Linked DNA regions of Gossypium hirsutum: region 1 is linked to region 2. The links are chromatin contacts, called in public Hi-C maps. All regions are on one chromosome and are shown on one strand. Each heading gives the region's core, a stretch centred on a gene start, on an enhancer-like site or on the middle of the called end of the contact. The rest is flanking DNA. Distances are from core to core; before and after follow the strand shown. Region 1 holds the start of LOC107957340 (60S ribosomal protein L35). Region 2 holds the start of LOC107957338 (EVI5-like protein).

Region 1 (5,377 bases), core at 995-3,494, 230 kb before region 2:
CTAGGTGGGTCAAACCCCACTGCACTAGCAATCACCGGCATTGTCAACAACCCTGCAGTCAATGGTCAGCTCCCATTTGCCAAACCAAATGGTGGCAACCTCCCACTCAACAATGGCATTAACCAAAACACTGGGAACACCGGCATTCTAAACAACAATAACCTCCCATTGCTCACTGGTCTCGGTGGCAACACTCAAGCTTTAAACAATGGCAAGAACTTAAACAATGGGGCTTCCAACTTCGCTGTCCTAACTGGGGGCCAACTTCCTTCAGGGTCGGCACTGCAAAAGCTCATGTTCGGAACCATGACGGTCATGGACGACGAGCTGACTGTCGGACATGAGCTAGGGTCTGGGCTCCTAGGCAAGGCACAAGGGTTCTATGTTGCTAGCTCAATCGATGGGAACAGTCAAACCATGGCATTTACGGCCATGTTCGAGAGTGGACACTACGCTGACACCCTTAGCTTCTTTGGGGTTCATCGGGTCGGTGTATCGGAGTCTCATTTGGCCATCATGGTGGCACTGGGAAATATGTTAATGCAAAAGGTTTCGCCATTGTTAAGACCATACCAGCAAGCAATCAACAGCAGGAGACTGATGGCTTTGAGACAGTGCTGAGTTTACTGTTTATATTACCTATTAGATCTGATTTGAGAGTCAAAATTCAAAGATTTCTGATTTTTTTAATAAAAATTGTGAAATTTTATGTGATTTATTTGGAAAATTATACTGTGTTATGAATCTAACAAAAAAAAATGAAAAATTTAGAATTTGTTGCGTAAATTTTGAGTTGATTTATCCGGTTAAATGAATATGTAACAACCGAATTAACCAATAAAAAATCTGATTGAATTATTAAAAAATTTCTTACAAAAATTTATAATGTAAAATTTAATCGGCTTAATCACAAATTTGGTCACTAATATTTACATGCTTTGTCAAAATGACCTTAATTGTATTTTCGAGTCTTTTTTTTGCTATAAACCTTTGTTTTTTTTTTCAAATTACGTTTTTTTAATAGATTTGATGAAATTACCATTAAGAATTTAATGGGATGATGTGAAATTTTATATGTAAAATATTTTTAATAGAATGTAATCTATATCGAAAATATTGAATGTGTGCTTTTTTTTAGATAATTACGTTTATTTTCTTTAAGTTAAAAGTTATTTTTTTAACTTCATGAATTATTTATTTATTTTATAATTTTTCACATGTAATTATTTTATTGGGTTACCTAAATAATAGATTATATCTCATTAAAAATATTCCACATATGAAATTCCACATTACCCCGTTAATTTTTTTAATGATACTTTCATCAAATCTGTTGAAAAATAAAAGCAATTTGAAATAAAGAATAAATGTTGATGACCAAAAAAGTCTAAAAAATACAATTAAAGTCATTTTGACAAAACATGAAAAAAATTAGTAGTTAAATTTACCATTAACCCAATTTAATTTTCAACTTTTCCTTAAATATTGTAAATAGAGTTAAAAGCTTTTTTTTAAGGATGGGTGAAGGGATCCTATTTCAGGAGTTGCATCGACAACTGCTGTGGCTAGAGAAGAACTTGGTATGTGGCGTGGAGGAGTTGGGAGAAACATTGATAGATGCAATGTTGGGCAGGTTAAACTTTGGACTATTTATGATGGACTTCTTATAACGTGGGATGCTAATTGAGTTAATATCCTGGTCGAAACAAATTATTCTCAAACTGTGGAAGCCGTTTTAGATAGGTCTTGTAGGTAATTGTACCGGCCGGGACCTAACTTTGAGAATTCAAGAGATTTGTAGGAGACAATAGAAGGTGGTCATTAAGAAGATTCCAAGAGAAATTAATAGAGCTGCTTATACGTTGGCTGGGATTATGAAAGCTTTCTCTTATGATCCAATAGTCTTTTAGGAACCTCCGGAAATAATCATGAAACATCAGCGGATAGATGCTTGGTTTTTACATGATGTTACTAGAATAATATTGTAATTATTGCTGGGTTGTTTAAAGATTTTAATCCAACTCTTTTTTAAATATTTATTGTCAAATTCAACTCTTTTTATAATATTGATGACTAAATTAAAAAAATATATAAATATTAAAAAAAACTAAATTTTAGAGAAATTATAAAAATCGATTTGTGGAGAAGCTATACTCATTCCTCCATTAGACTTTATCCAAACAGGCCCAAGTTTAGAAGCCCATATAATATTATAGCCCAATAAACTACAATAAAATAAACCAATTTTAACCCAATTCTTTAGAACCCTAGTCTCCTTTTAATATTAGGGTTTCATCATACTTTAAGAAAGACAGAGAGAAGCCGGCACTTCTGAAGAGCAGCGGAAGAAGCAATGGGTAACTCTTCAAATACCTTTAAAATGTTCATATTTTTCTTACATTTCCTAAAATCAAACATGGATTTTTCATGTGTTTTAATCTTTGTTTCATGTTATTGTTTGTAAATCGCTTAAAAAAAACAGCGAGAATCAAGGTCCATGAGTTGAGACAGAAATCAAAAACTGAGCTTTTGGCTCAGTTGAAAGATCTCAAAGCTGAGCTCGCTCTTCTTCGTGTTGCCAAAGTTACCGGTGGTGCACCTAACAAGCTTTCCAAGATGTAATTTTCTCTCTCTGTATTGTTCTTTTTTAATCTGTTGTATGTGTTAGCTATGGATCGTAAGTTGAGGGTTAATTGGGTATATGCAAATGGAACTTGATTTCCTAGTTTATTTGGAGAAATGGGTATTCATTTGTTTCTAACAAAGGATTTTCTTGTTCGATTGGTACTTTCTTATATTGTTTTTGCTATGTAGTGAAAGTGAATTGCTGGTATCTCTGGAACAAAGTTTCCCTTCTGTATAGTTGTTAAAATGTGTTGTGATAAATAAAACGTTAAAACATTTAAGAAATTGGTTTTCATTAAGAAGCTTAATAATTTCGCTTTTATGTATGGAACAATATGTTTGAATTTATATTTATTTTAGCCATATGCCATTTTTTCTCCCTCGAATTATATCATTTGGTGACTATATGAGAAGCGAAAAGCAAAGTAGCGATATTGATTCCGATATCATTTGATTGGCAAGTTCAGCTTTTAAAGAGCTAGTTAGGACTAACGTATATGTTGGTTTTGAAACTGTACACTTTGGAGTGCATTGTATATGAGTTTCATTTTTGACTTGTTCAATATTTTGTTAGACCTTGTTGATTTGGCATGTTCCGGTTCCGGATTCATTGGCTTTGGCATGTTATTTTGATTCTTCTGTTTGTATGAATGCAGAAAGGTGGTGAGGTTGTCAATTGCTCAGGTGTTGACAGTGATCTCACAGAAGCAGAAGGCTGCACTGAGGGAGGCATATAAGAAGAAGAAGTTCTTGCCCCTTGATCTCCGTCCAAAGAAGACCAGAGCCATCAGGAGAAGGCTTACCAAGCATCAGGTACAGACATTCTTTTGATTATGCGAATATGCTTTTATTATAGCTTTTGTTGAATAAGTATTTTTTACTAAAATCCTAGTGTGAGTGTCGGGTTAAGTTCACATACCCATGTCTGAAGATGTGCTTGTTATAGGTGTCAGACATGAGTACATTAAGAAAATGAAAAGTCGGAAATCAGAATAACATAAAATCGTGCCATTTCAGCTGCCATGCAGCTTCCATCCATCTTGAATGCATAGAACTATCAATGAAACATGTATTCGGGTTTAGTTTGCTTGCTATTTGTATAGCTTGTTTGGTTGTATCTGAATATCGATTTGTTTGCTTGCCCTAGGCATCGCTGAAGACAGAACGTGAAAAGAAGAAGGAAATGTACTTCCCCATGAGGAAGTATGCCATTAAGGTGTAGGATAAGATATTTGAGATTCTATTTTGAAATCCGTTTGTGTTTACTTATTTGTGAAAACCCGAGCTGTGATTTTGTTTGGTTTTTATGTTTTTGAACATTTTCCCATATGTCAAATCTAGATTTTAATCTTTTTGATGGAAGTGGTAATTAAATGAGGGACATTCTGCTTAAGAATGAAATTTAGATGGAGGTTAGAAATGAAATCCATTTATCTTTGTTTTGAAACATCTCACTAGTGTCATGCTGGGATCTTTGCTGGTCAATGCCATATTTAGGAACTTCTCCTCGGCATTCCCTGAGGTCGCTTCAGTCATGATTTTATACCCCTCCTAATTGATGTCAACGATGAAGATGGCAATGTCAATTGTTATTAAGGCGAATCTTGAGTGAGAATTTAAATGGCGATGGAATACTTTTATGGGTTGGAATGTAGTCGAGTTCAAGCTCAAGCGATAATTAACCCAATTTAGTCGTTGGATTATAAAATTTTTTCCATTTAAGGCATTTAAAATAAACAGTTTGCAATTTGGGCACTTATGTTACATATAGTTTGTTTAATTTTCACTTCTAATTTGACATGTGGATCAATCATTGGGGTAATCTCTTTCTAAATTTTAAAATTTTATTTTATGTTCTCAAGTTATCCTTAATAATTGCTTAAGAAATTTAATTTTTTTGATTGTATAATCTTGAATGGAATTTTTTTTTAATTAATTAAATTAGTTGCATGTTTTTTGTTTGAGTAAAGAAGTGATGAAAAGAATTATGAATTTTGTTTGGCATGACCGACAAAATTAAATAATTTAATCAATTTTAATGATTTTTCTTTATTTTTAACTTAGTATGGAAGATTTAAGATTATATAATCAAAGGAAATTTGTGTTTTGTAGAAATTATTAAAGATAAGTTATTTGAGTTGATTTTAATTTGAAAACATAAAATAAAATTTAAAATTTTAAAAGAAGATTAAATTAATTAATTAATTTCAATATTATAATAACAAATCGGCTGACATTATAAAGGGATAATTTTTTTTAATAATGAAAAAAAATTAGAACTTCCGGACAGGGTAAACACGTACAAGTTGACATTTTTTTAATTCATTATTTTAAATTCTGTTATTTTTCAATTCAATTCTTAATATTTTTTTACCTCAATCAATATTTAAAAATATATATATATATTTTTTTGAGTTGTCAAAATGAAAGTGATGTAAAAATTAGGTGAGCAAAATGAAAGTATAAATGTGATTTGATGTGTACAATTAACCACTATTAAAGATTTAACAATTAGGTGACAAATGAAAGTGCCTTAAAAATTAGGTAATAAAATTGTAGGGATTCACTCGAAAACGATTTAAAAATTAGATAACGATTTATCCTTAATTTTAATTAGATCAAAATCAAATTTATAGTATTTATTAAAAAATCCTTTTATTTTATTTTTTTCTCAGACAACTTGGGATGCATTAATGATGCATAGAGTTGATATGCAAATAGGGCAACAAATTTAAACTATTTTTTTTTGTCA
Region 2 (5,386 bases), core at 772-3,271:
AGATTATAATAAAATTTGTACTAACACAAAATCTTTATTTAAGTAGATATGATAATGCAAAATGTAATATTTATTCCAACATCCTACTAGAATAAAAGATAAAAAAAAAGGGCAAAAAGTGCAAACATTTTTGTACCCATACTACTACTATTAATAATGATAATGCAATAAACTCACAATTCATAATTAAAATTTTGTTGTATTTATTGTAAATATTTTATTTATGTATTAATATATTTGGTCGAAACCAGGGTATCTATTGTAAGTAAGTATAATTAATATAATTATTCTTCAAAAAGGTAAATTAATTATGAAATATTTTCTATTTCGATGATTTGGAATCAAATCCTCGACTCTATTATTAAGGAATTAGGTGAGCAACAGGTAAATTTACTAAATTTATGTTTTTTATATTTTATAATTTTTATCGTATCTTGGTTCGATAATTAATCATGATCATGGCCTACATGTTTCCAAAAGGCCCTACTCTTTTTTGGCATGCTATTGCTAGTGCAATCAATATGGTCATGTTTTAACATTCACTTGATACATAACTGTGGATAATAATATTACAATTTCAAGCAAATATTTTTCATTGCCGACACAATATGATAAAAGGTGACAGAGAATTGCTTCTTTTTATATAATCAAAAGACTAAAAGTTGTAACATACATCCCTATCCTTCTAACTCATTTAAAATATATATGATAACTTATTTACCTCTCAATTTTTTTTAAAAAATTATTTAAGTCTATCATCTAATTTTTATTTTTTTATTTTTAAATTTATGATATTTGTCAAATAACCTCAAAATAAATAAAAAATTAACATATGCTACCATGACATCCATAAAGTAATCTATACATGTCACGTTAATTGACGTTTAATTTTTTATCTATTTTAAAATAATTTAATAAATAATATAAAATTAAAAATAAAAAAGTGATAAAAAATATTAAACGAAGGACTAATTTTTTTCTTTAAAAATTGGAGGATCATATAAATCTTAATTTTCTCATAATCACAACTAAATTTCATCATGCATATTTTACTATTTAAAAATATATTAATATTTATATATTTTACCTGTTTCGTCTTGTGGACTTAACCCTATTTAGCATATTTTAAGGTTGGTCTTATTATAAATAGTAAATTATACTTAATCTCATTAAATTATTAATAAGTTTATATTTTGAATATTTAACTTTAAAAAATTACAAAATGGTTATTCAACTATTCAAAAATTTTATTTAATTTATCGAGTTGTTAAAGTCGCTGTTGTATTTAGGGGCAAAGTCAGAACAATTTTTTAGGGGGGCCGGATAAAATTTTAATTTTTTATAGTTTATATTTTTATAATTTGTAAAGGATTAAATCAACTTTTTATAATTTTAGGGGGGCAAAGTGTAATTTTACCTTTACTAATTTAAAATTTTTAAAAAAATTTAAGAACCTAAATAGTAATTTTACATTTTAGGGAGGACCAAGGCCTATGCCAGCCCCTTTGCTTCGCCCCTGGTTGTATGACATTTTCTATTTACACCGCGTGCACTAATTGAAAGCTCGCATTTCCCTTCTCTTTTACAATTCATTTTTTTAACAACTTTGAACGTCATGAATTTGTGAACCAAAAATCTAAACAATTTTTAATCTCCAATTTCCGACATTGACTATCAAATCGGCTTGAATCTAAAGTATGTTCTTCTACTCGTAGATGAGTATTGGTCCATCATACTAATCACTGAATCATCACTTGGATCTCACTTGTCAAATTTTAAAAAAAATACTTAACAACTTAATGACTTCAAAAAAAACTTTTAAATAGTTCAGTGATTTAAATGAAAACAATCAAATAATCCAATTACGATTTTGTAACTTTTTATAATTAAATAACTAAAAAAAATAAATTTATTAATAATTTAATCCCATTCTATGAAATTTACCTATTATAAATTTAAGGATTATGGTCTAGATTCTAACTCTTTATATTATTGAAATTTCTCATATTCACAGCGTTGCCTTTTACCGACATCGATTTCCGTGCTAAGAAATCCGTCCACATGGTAATAATGTGACGTTAATCTCGCCATTTTGCATGTGCCTCACTTTCCTCCCTCTCACTTCTCTCCACACTTCCCTTCTGCCCAAACAGAGAGCTCCACCCTCCTTCCAATTTCATCTCTCTTTATTATATATCTCCTTTCTTTTCTCTTCCATTGTTTTTTTCCGTTGCAGAATACAGGAGATCCTCTCGTCACTGTCACCGACATCCTCAGTATCTCACAGTCCAATAAAGTCTTTCCATTTCAGCAGGAACTAAATGAGATCCTCCGCCGCCACCACCAATGCGGTGAACCCCCTTGTAACCTTCGACCACAAGAGGTACTCTCTTCTCGCCACGTGTCCCTTCTATCTCTGTGTCTGATCCTTCAACATTTTGATCAGATCTTTTTATTTTCAGTAACTTTTTTTTCACTGTTTTGACTTCGATTTGGACTTGATAATGTGAAATGTGATTTAATTCTTGGAACTAATTTGAGTATAGAATATGAGCATATGTTGTCTCCTAGTGTAACTTGGCAATCTTTGGATGCCGATTGCAGGTAAATTCAAGTTCGATTTTGATTGATTCTTTTTTAGTTAGATTTTTACATGATCAAGACCTTATTGACTACGATCAGAGTTTAGTTTAGTAATTGAGGAATGCGGTGGCTTGTTGCTAATGATTTAAGCTAGTTTCACTGAGAACGTTGCTAAAATCCGTGATCTTTTATTGACCTTTTTATTTCAATGGAACTTAGTTTGATTTTTTGAGCAAATTGACTGGAAGTTGAGTGATAATGGAAAGTAGACTAGTTTAGATTTGACTAGGATATGTTGTTTTCTAGTGAAACTGTGAAACTAAGCAGACCTTGAATGTCGATTGCAGGTTGTATTCGGATAACTTTACTTGCTATTTCACCTTTAGTTTGATGTTTCTGCTTATTTGTTGCTCTAGATTTTATTTCGCAATGAGTTGTCTTGACTTGAATTTGATAAGCTTAGGTTAATATTGCTACTTCGTTTATTAGAATGTTGCGGTAATGCAAGTAGTTTAAGTTAATTTTTACATAGAATATCGTGGAAATTTGCAAACTTCGTTTGAGATTTTTTTCATAGAATGATCAAGGTGTCATTGATTGAACTTTTTTGCAAATATAAAGCTATTTGCCATTGACAGGGATGCCTATGGATTTGCGGTGAGACCTCAACATGTGCAAACATACCGAGAATATGCTAATATTTACAAGGTACTTCTCTTGTTTCTATCCTGCTTTTCTTTCAGTTGCTAAAGAAAAGGATACTTAAATGCTAACTCATATATCATGGTAATACTGATAATGTGTCGTATTCTCTGAAACTATAGAATAACTTGAGCATATAAGTAATTTTATGACTTAAATTAGCATATTTTCTTTAATCATTTTTCTTGCCAATTATGGGCCCTGAATTATATCAAGCTCAATGATTCAGAACTTTAATAGTTTCTTTGACTAATTCTTGGGTGACTGAATGGTAATCAAAAGAAATAATTTCAACTAAGATTAATAACAGGTTCATATTGTATCTATACATGTGACTTTAGGAAGAAGAGGAGGAAAGATCAGATAGGTGGAGTGATTTTTTGGAACGCCAGTCAGAGTCTCCTCAATTGCCTCTCGAAGGGATATCCTCAGAGGAAGGCAAGGAGGTCTCACACACTGAAGTTGCAGAGGATGGAAACAATGAAGTGCAGAAGGGAGCTGAAGGAGATGATTTATGTGAAAAGAAGTCTGGTTTGGATAGTGTGTCTGAGAATGATACAGAAAAAGAGAAGGTACAATCTGAACCAGAGAAAAGAGTTCATCGGATCCAAATATGGACTGAAATTAGACCATCCCTTCGACCCATTGAAGATTTAATGAGTATCCGTGTAAAGAAGAAAGACAATTTATCTAAAGATGAGCGAGAAACAGGTCAAGGGAAACCATTAGCTCCAACTGAAGATGCTAGAGTCCCAAAGGGAGCATCAGAGGAGGATTCTGAGGATGAATTTTATGATGCTGAGAGATCTGACCCAGTTCAGGATTCCCCTACAAGTGACAGCGGAAGTACAACTACAGCTGCTGCTGCTGCGGATGCAGCACCTATGGAATCTTTCTTTCCCTGGAAAGAGGAGTTGGAAGTTCTTGTTCGTGGTGGAGTACCGATGGCTCTTAGGGGAGAGGTATTTTATTTGATGTCCTTTCTCTCTCTTTATTTTCCGCTCTTTCTTTCTTTCTTTCATGAACTTGGTCATTATTACAGCTTTGGCAAGCCTTTGTTGGTGTGAGGACCCGCCGACTGGAGAATTATTACAAGGGTCTGCTTGCTAATGAAACTAACTCTGGCAACAACACTGAACAACTGAGCTTCCTGTCAGAGTGTAAGGGTTCAACCACAGAGTCAATATGTGAGCCTGAGAAATGGAAGGGGCAAATTGAGAAGGTTGTTTCACGTGCAGTTTTCTGAAATCTGTATTTTGTTTCTTCAGCAGCTGGTGCTGCCTTGTTTGGTGTTATTGTTATTAGTTTGAGTTTCATAACTGATTAATGGTTCTAAAAACAGGATTTGCCCAGAACATTCCCAGGTCACCCTGCTCTGGATAATGATGGTAGAAATGCTCTGAGACGGTTGCTTACAGCGTATGCTCGACATAACCCCTCTGTTGGGTACTGTCAGGTACTAGATTCAGAAATATGTTTCCTATGGCCATGTCTGGAGTGTTTTAGAGCTTTTTGGGATATGTGTTTTTCTCATGCAGGCCATGAATTTCTTTGCTGCCTTGTTACTCCTCTTGATGCCTGAAGAAAATGCCTTCTGGTAGGTTGAGACTCAGTTGAGAAAATTCCTTGCATATCCCATATTCCTTGTTCTATTCATGAAATTCGTTTTTAAAAGTTACAGATCAGGGTATATTTTGTTACTGGAATGTATTTACTCTCTTCATGCACATGATTTGCATGTTCCTATCTTTCTTATTTATTGAGATTCTCTATTTTTAGCGGCAAGAAATGCATTTAGTTTTTAAAAATAAGTGCATCATTGGCTTTGTATTCTTCTAAGTTGTGGTATACATTCCAGGACTTTGGTGGGCATTATTGATGACTATTTTGACGGTTATTACTCAGAGGAAATGATTGCGTCTCAGGTAATAATTTGCTTAACACTTTCTTCTTGCCAATTGATTTCTACTATCTGCTTTCTCCTAATTGAGAACGTTGAAGTGATTGATGGTTCTGCTTTAGATAATTATCCTGGTAACTTGTGGCCTTTTGTTAGGTTGACCAACTTGTTTTTGAGGAGTTGATGCGCGAAAGATTTCCC

What was found. A called contact is a pair of places that touch in the nucleus more often than the background predicts.
Region 1: a contact with region 2 is called in a Hi-C map of hypocotyl, with 2.1 times the contacts expected there. The contact joins the promoter of LOC107957340 here to the promoter of LOC107957338 in region 2. A contact is called at or near these places in 5 of 34 Hi-C or Micro-C datasets (anther, hypocotyl, leaf and 1 more).

What each region holds. Positions count from the first base shown.
Region 1 is chrA05:40,089,227-40,094,603 of Gossypium_hirsutum_v2.1, reverse strand. LOC107957340 (60S ribosomal protein L35) reads left to right here and starts at 2,244. Exons shown (of 4, transcript XM_016892848.2): 1 at 2,244-2,357; 2 at 2,483-2,618; 3 at 3,282-3,438; 4 at 3,773-4,072. The coding sequence starts at 2,354. The coding sequence ends at 3,847. It also overlaps the pseudogene LOC107961196.
Region 2 is chrA05:39,859,349-39,864,734 of Gossypium_hirsutum_v2.1, reverse strand. LOC107957338 (EVI5-like protein) reads left to right here and starts at 2,021. Exons shown (of 18, transcript XM_041112395.1): 1 at 2,021-2,383; 2 at 3,222-3,291; 3 at 3,627-4,247; 4 at 4,328-4,507; 5 at 4,628-4,741; 6 at 4,824-4,882; 7 at 5,144-5,210; 8 at 5,342-5,386. The coding sequence starts at 2,322.